2 separate regions of the Mus musculus genome follow, and region 2 is linked to region 1. A link is a contact called in public HiChIP or PLAC-seq data. All regions are on one chromosome and are shown on one strand. The core of a region is the stretch at or near the end of the contact, and the rest is flanking DNA. Distances in the headings are between cores, read along the strand shown.

Region 1 (3,338 bases), core at 315-2,814:
GTAGGCAGGCCAGGTCTTATGCTTACTTAACTAACATGATTGGCCTCTATATAAGGGGCCTCTAAGGATCTTCTGGGTCTTGACCTACGTGAGTAAAGTCAGACAACCTGTATTCACATAGGAGCAAACAAGTTAGAGCTAGAATGAGCAGCTTCTAGCCAGTCATTTCTCTCTGAGCCTCAGTCTTTCCATCAATGAGGCCCCCTTAGGTAGGGGTTCTTGGAGGAATTCTGACTCAGCCACTGGGTCCTGTTGGTAATTCTTTCCCCTAGGAGACCATTCTGAGAAAGACTAGTGTCTCCCCACCCCCATGGCAATGACCCCTGTTCCACGTGTATGGCTTACCAGCTAACTGCCCCCCTGGAATGACCCATTCCTGTCTTTGCTGGTTAGAGAAGGACCCTGGTCCCTCCTGGCTTCTCGGGGAGTCCTGATGCATACAGATACAACCTCATTTGCATATTAGCACTGGTGCCAATCTGAACCCAGCTGTGTGCAGCGTAAGGTGAAATGCAGATTCTCCCAGCCTGGCCACGGCTTCTCCACTCTGCTAATGGAAAAGCCTTATGAGTGGGCCCACATTGCATATGCATAAGCTGGCCCTTGGCTCCAGTGGGTAGGGGATGTGCATACACTTTCCCATCGTGCCTCTTGCTGCTTCCTTGAGTTTCCGATGAGATTAGCAGGCCACCTGGGCTCCACAGCTATTTAAAATGAGTTGGTCAGGCCTCTGGCGGCGAGGGGGGTCTCTGAATATGGAATCCAAACCCAACTCTCCTGGTCACCATCTCAGCATGGCTGCGGAAGCTCTCGGATGATGGTGGTCTTCGCTTGCTGGGGGGTGAAGGTCAGCTCATCCCGAGGCCACCATCAGCTTGCCTTCTAGCTCCTGACCGGCCCGGCCCCTGACCCGAGCCATTGGGCTTGCTTTTCCTTCTGCCCTCTCTCCTGGATGGGTGATGGAGAGGAGTTCCCACTGGTGTTTATCGGCACTTGGACCCACGCCTCTCTGTGGTTGTGGTCCAACACACGGCCCACTGGGAATGCCTAGCACCGATGTGAACGAACCCTTTGGCATTATAAGTATCCGTTTCTAAGCCTTGCTGAACCCTGCCCAGGTATGCAGAAGCTGAGATTAGGAGGAAAGGGCAGTGTAGGGGGGAGGGTGTCACTGGAGCCCTTGAGGGGGGACCAGGAAAGAGCTGGTGTGACTTGAGCTTCCGTGGCCAATGAGCGTATAGAACCGTTCCTTTCTGTGCTATGGTGGAGATGTGGGGTAGAGTGCTTATTAGTATGTGGGTGTTGGGTGGTGTGGTAGGCTAGCCTATGGCCTCCTCCATCTTCTCTGTCGTCCCTGGGTCTCCTAGACACCCACCCACCCTCTCCTTTCACTCCTCGAAGGGAAAACTAGAAGAGCAGAGAGCTAAATTGAGTTTGTATAGCTTCCCCTTTATATATTTAGTGATACGAAGTTCATTTAGGGATTAGGGCTGCTGCTTGTCTATGCATCATTAACCATAGCACATCTGCTATCGAGCTGGCAATCAGCAGAATATTGAGAAAAGTTATAAAGAAATCTTTGACTCACTTCATTTTTCTGTATGTTCTGGCTCTCAGACTCGCAGGCAGTGTACAGAGAGAGGAGAAACGGAGCTTGGGCTGCTGAAGCCACACCTTAGGAGCTGTGGGGGTTCAGAAAGATGAAAGTAGTTCACTTCTGACCTGCTACCTTCTGGGGTGTGGGGTGTGTGTGTGTGTGTGTGTGTGTGTGTGTAAAGCAAAGGGATATATCAAGGAGACAATCTGTAGAGAAGCCATGTGCAGCCCCCTATGATGGTCTTACAAGGAAGGTTGACACCTGGCCAAGAGCCGAGTGACCCACTTGTGCCCTGTTTCTATGGTCAGAGGCTAGGGCAGGGATCCACGACCCTGGACAACCTAGGCCAGCCACACTGTTTGCCCTCTGTGGTCCTCAGTCCCCTGGGCCATCTGATTTGGTGATCTCGGTGTGCTGAGTGAGAGAGGACCATGCAGGAGCCACTGCCAATGGATGACTACCCCGGGTAGCTGCCATGGTAACTGGCAGTCTGATTTCTGATCTTCAAATTAAGTCAACCCCAGCTTGGTGGCTGCAACAGGTATGGGTCAGTGCTTTTGAAGACTCTAGATACAGCCAGGGTCCTGGTGACTGTGTCTCTGGCTCCTGCAGGAAGATCTAGCTGAGTCTCTTCTTCCCACGTCCCTGGGGCTAATGGTGAGAAGGTTCCGCCAGGCTCCAGGAAGTCAATAGATGGCCCGAGACTTCTCCATCACCTCCTGGGCTACTGTCCTGCAGTGTGACATGTGGCTGGTTAAACTGCAGGTGTCACTGTTAGCCCTGGAATGGGGACTCAGTAGGCTCAACTAATGAGCAGCATACAAAGGAATCTGCCCTGCTCGCCAGGTGGCTGCAACTGGCATGGTGCCTCACCTCTCCCGTTGTCCCCTCCTCAGCCCAGGGACAGGCAGATGTGGCCCATACCTAAATAAAGTAGAGATAATAGCAAGCCGCTGCAGCTTGTCCTGAAGAAAGAGCTGTGCTCACCAGGGGATACCAGGAGTATCTCCTCTTGTCTCTCCTTGCCTGCTTGGGGAAGGAGGGTACTGACCCAGTCTGCAGGGGAGGCCCCACAGCCATGCCCCCATGGTGGAGAGGGGTCCACCTGCCTTGAGCCTTAGGGATAAAAACACTAGTGAGAAGTCAGGGTAGCCAGGGGCCTGTGTGTCAGCCAGAGACTGCAGAGCTGAGGGGGAGTAAGTGCCTTTTATGAACGTTTGTTTTTAAAACCAACCGGCTGAAGTCCTTTTACTTGGATATTAGGACTCCTTTGGTAGCTCAGGCTGGCTTCCAGCTCAGGAGCTTCCTGTCTTGCACCCGCAGACGGAAACAACGAAGGACCTTGGACAGCGTCCTCTGTATTTAATTTTCAGATAAGGTCTCACTTTCCTAGGCCAGCCTCAAAACTTGTAGCCAAGGATGACAAAGAAACCTGATCCTCCTGCCTCTATCTCCTGGGAGTTGGGATTACAGATGTGCAACCACACCTGGCTTATGCAATGCTAGAGGCTTAAGCCAGCACTCACTCGTGTGTGTTAGGCAAGCACTCTACCAACTGAGCCCCATTCCCAGCCTCATTCCCTCCTTTTAATTCTACATTTCATTCTGGACCAAGGCCTCTTAGATGTGAAGAGAAAATGTACTGAGAGTAGAGTTTGGTGGGCTCTGCGTCTGGAATCCTGTTCCATGTTCCAAAGCTGCAGATGGGGAGAGAGGCTGCCTGGATAAAGGGTTCCCTTAA
Region 2 (3,338 bases), core at 300-2,799, 2.1 Mb after region 1:
CATCTTCCCTTTTTTGAGACAGGGTCTCTCACTGGGACCTGGAGCCCACAGACTAGGCTGGACCGGCTGGCCAGTGTGTCCTGGAGGTCCTCTCCCACATCCCGCATCCTAAGAATAGGAGTAAATGACACCATTCCTTGTTTCTTATGTGCATCCTAGGGTTGGAACTCGGGTTCTCGAACCTGCACAGCATTCCTTTACAGAAAGCCGTCTCTCCAGGCCTTACTCCATCCTTTAAACTGCCACCAGAGAGCTCAGGATACAGGGCTTGCCTAGCATATGAGGCCCTTGGTACAGTCCTCCACACCAGACCCTCCAGCAGAACTAAACAAAACGACAACAAACAGAAACAGTCTGGGAGAACAGAGGCTACTGCTCTCGCCAGCTGTCCCAGCCTGTCTGGGTGGGTCTGTGTTGGGCAACATGACCTCTAGCGAGAATCTTCTGTTCTAGCCTGGTTTCACAAGGTCTGGGTAGCCACGATGCTTGTGACTAGACTGTTAGGCTAACAGGAGCCGTGCCTCTCCAAAGCCCTGACTGCTCCATACTCAGCTTATTAGCTAATGCTGGCCAGAAGACAGGTTCAGACTCTTCCTCACATCGTGTGTGTGTGTGTGTGTGTGTGTGTGTGTGTGTGTGTGTGTGTGTGTATGTGTTTCTTAAGAAGGTAAATACAAGTCCCTTTCAGACACATTGGAGCTATCAACACAAATGAAGTACCATGTCCTAGGAGGTCACATATCAAATTAAAGGTGTTTCTGTACCCTTCTCTGGGCCCCAGCCATTCTAAGTAATGGATTTACAGAGGATGGTTGCTGAGATCTGGGGTGTTCTTAAGTTGGGGCCCATCTCTTCTCAGCATCTCCATTTCCTTGAGTTGCTCTGAAGTACTTCCTGTCTCTTTATCTGGTGGCCACATGTTTTTCTAGACTGTTCTATCCAACAAATACCGAAGTCCAAAGCAGACTATGTAACTAGGTAGCCATAACCGATTCCATGTTTTAGAAAAGCAGAGAGAAGGGCACACATATTCTGACCTGCATGCTCTAGAACCCAGATGTCACCTCCATAGTTAAACTGTGAGGAGAAAGGGGGCTGACTACTTGTCCGGTCAGATTTCAGGGCCACTTGTCACCCTGGGGTGAGAGCTATCTTCATCAGAGCCCCTAAGTGTCCCTCTACAGAACTCTAGGCTTCACTCACTATAGGCAGCAGCCTCCCCCAGTACCTGACAGAAAGAAAAAATAAATCCCCCAGCCCTTGAAGGCCCTCCCTTGACAACTCTCTTTCCAGCCACCCCCTTCTTTTTTAAAATAAAATGTTCGTTTACATGTGACGACCTCATGGCTCTCTCTCGCCTACAAATAGCCCTGAGTATGGGGCTGCTCACTTTTAAGAACTAAACAACGTCAGAGAGTCTCTGGCGAGCCACTTGGAACGTCTTTCTATTCAGGAACTGAATAAGTATTTTATAGACACAGCACAGGCACAGATGGCTTGCTTTTAGACAAGAAGAGCCTTAGACAGCAGGTTGCGTCAGACTCAGGGCTTGCTTAGCTCATCCCAAACCCGTCCTTGCTGCATCGAACTCAGAGAGATACCTGCACGCAGGTGGCCCAGTGCGTGCCCTGCAGTGGGCGGTGGCTGCTTTGCTAATGGCTGGGACAGGGTCCACTAGCCTTACACTGCTGTAGCGGCTGCAGCTAATGATGCTAACTGCTGGGTCCAAATGACTTCAGAAGCACCAATCCTGGCCTACAGACCTAGAAATGTCAGTTGCGTTTGTCTCACTAAATCACACGGGGCAGCTCAGAACCCAGAGAGGGCCCTGCGGTGTCTTTTCTTGCTTCCTCCCTCCTTACTTTCATAGATCTTTAGAACACACACTGAGCCTTCTTTGTTCTTTCAGTATGTTGTCTGAGGAGTTTCAAACGCAGACTCCTACCCCAGATCTCTTCTGACAAGACTCCCCACCCCCCATAGGAGCATCACTGAACACTTGGAACTTGATCTCTAAAGGGTGTAGCCAAACATGAGATGTCACCTCTCTGAGCCTTGCTTCCTACTTGGCCTGGGGACTGTGAGGTCCTCCCTCTATCCACCGCTCACTGCTGTATAAATGTGGCAGTAGGTGTTATATACTGCGGGTTTGTTACCCATCCTTGTATGTGGCTCTGAGTGTTTCAGGGATGCCTTTTGGTTTAAGGCCTGGAAGAAGAGTAATGTAGCTTGACTCAAAAGCAGCAAATGTTAAAGGACACCTCTGATCAAGCAGGGGAACTGGTCTGGGCCGCCCGGGCTCCTCAGTAAACCACAAAGCACTGCACGGCTCACTCAGCATTATCGCTACCTCAGCTCATGTCACCCTTGTTCACTAACACCTCTGAGGGAAGCCAAGTGAGGATCATGATCACATGATCATGCTAGACCACGGGGACAGCAGTTTAGAGAATCACCGTGCCATCACCACCTTCCCAGGCCTCCCTGCGTGTGTCACATTGTCAATGGTTCCATGTTGACAGTGCCCTCTCATGGAAGGCCACTGATTGTCCCTGGACAGTCTCCCATTATGTCTACCCTGTGGCAGGCATTCACTCTAGGGTGGAATACGGGAGTCATTTTACAGAGCCAAAAAGCATATTGGTGACATATGCTGCTTGGGAGACCTAGTGAAGGGACCACATGGCAGTGAGGTGGCTGAACCTGGGACAGTAATTGGTACCCCTGGGTGTCTCACAGTGATCCTCCTCACCCCGAACCCAAACAGAAGGCTGGTCTTGTCTTGCTTCATCACTTAAACCCCACCCCAACCCCTGAGACGCACACCCCCTATAACTGCTAAGAGTGCTCTCTCCACAGTTTCATGATGACAACCAGTACAACCATTATTCAGGTGACAAGTACATCTCATGTTCACTTAAAAACTGTCCCCCTCCCCATGGGGCTGGAGAGGTGGCTCAGCGGTGAAGAGCATTGATTGCTCTTTCATAGGACGCTGGTTCCGTTCCCAGCATCCGCGCAGCAGGTCACAGCTATCTGTCTGTAAGTTCAGATCTAGCAGATCTGATGCTTTCTTCTGGGTTCTGTAGGCGTGGTATGCACATGCCACACAAACACACAAGCAGGCAAAACACCCATACACACAGAATAAAATACAAATGAATCTAAAAATTAAATTAAATTAAACTGCCCCCCCTCCGGCTGGAGGTGTATTTCAGCGTCCCAGTGATAGAGTACTTGCCAATCCCCATATCTTCCAGCACTCAAAAAATAAAATAAAATAAAATAAAAACAAAAACAAAAACAAAAACTAAAAACATCTTTCACAATGTCACAGA

What was found. HiChIP or PLAC-seq counts read pairs in DNA pulled down with a chosen protein or histone mark.
Region 2: a contact with region 1 is called in an H3K27ac HiChIP or PLAC-seq map of SST interneurons, with 9 times the contacts expected there. The contact joins two enhancer-like sites. A contact is called at or near these places in 2 of 484 Hi-C or Micro-C datasets (both in cortical neurons) and 3 of 115 datasets of contacts at active chromatin or transcription factors (SST interneurons, astrocytes and stem cell-derived neural progenitor cells).

Annotation. Positions count from the first base shown.
Region 1 is chr12:105,852,442-105,855,779 of GRCm38.p6, forward strand. No RefSeq gene overlaps it. Among named protein-coding and RNA genes, the nearest start is that of Gm19554, 45 kb to the right of the region's middle. Within about 2 kb of position 1,565, at least 17 of the 459 cell types and tissues checked have an H3K27ac peak or open chromatin away from gene starts, as enhancers often do. A contact at or near this core is called in SST interneurons and cortical neurons, where this site is marked.
Region 2 is chr12:107,919,407-107,922,744 of GRCm38.p6, forward strand. The region is part of intron 3 of Bcl11b (B cell leukemia/lymphoma 11B); the gene reads right to left. Among named protein-coding and RNA genes, the nearest start is that of Bcl11b, 82 kb to the right of the region's middle. Within about 2 kb of position 1,550, at least 45 of the 459 cell types and tissues checked have an H3K27ac peak or open chromatin away from gene starts, as enhancers often do. A contact at or near this core is called in SST interneurons and cortical neurons, where this site is marked.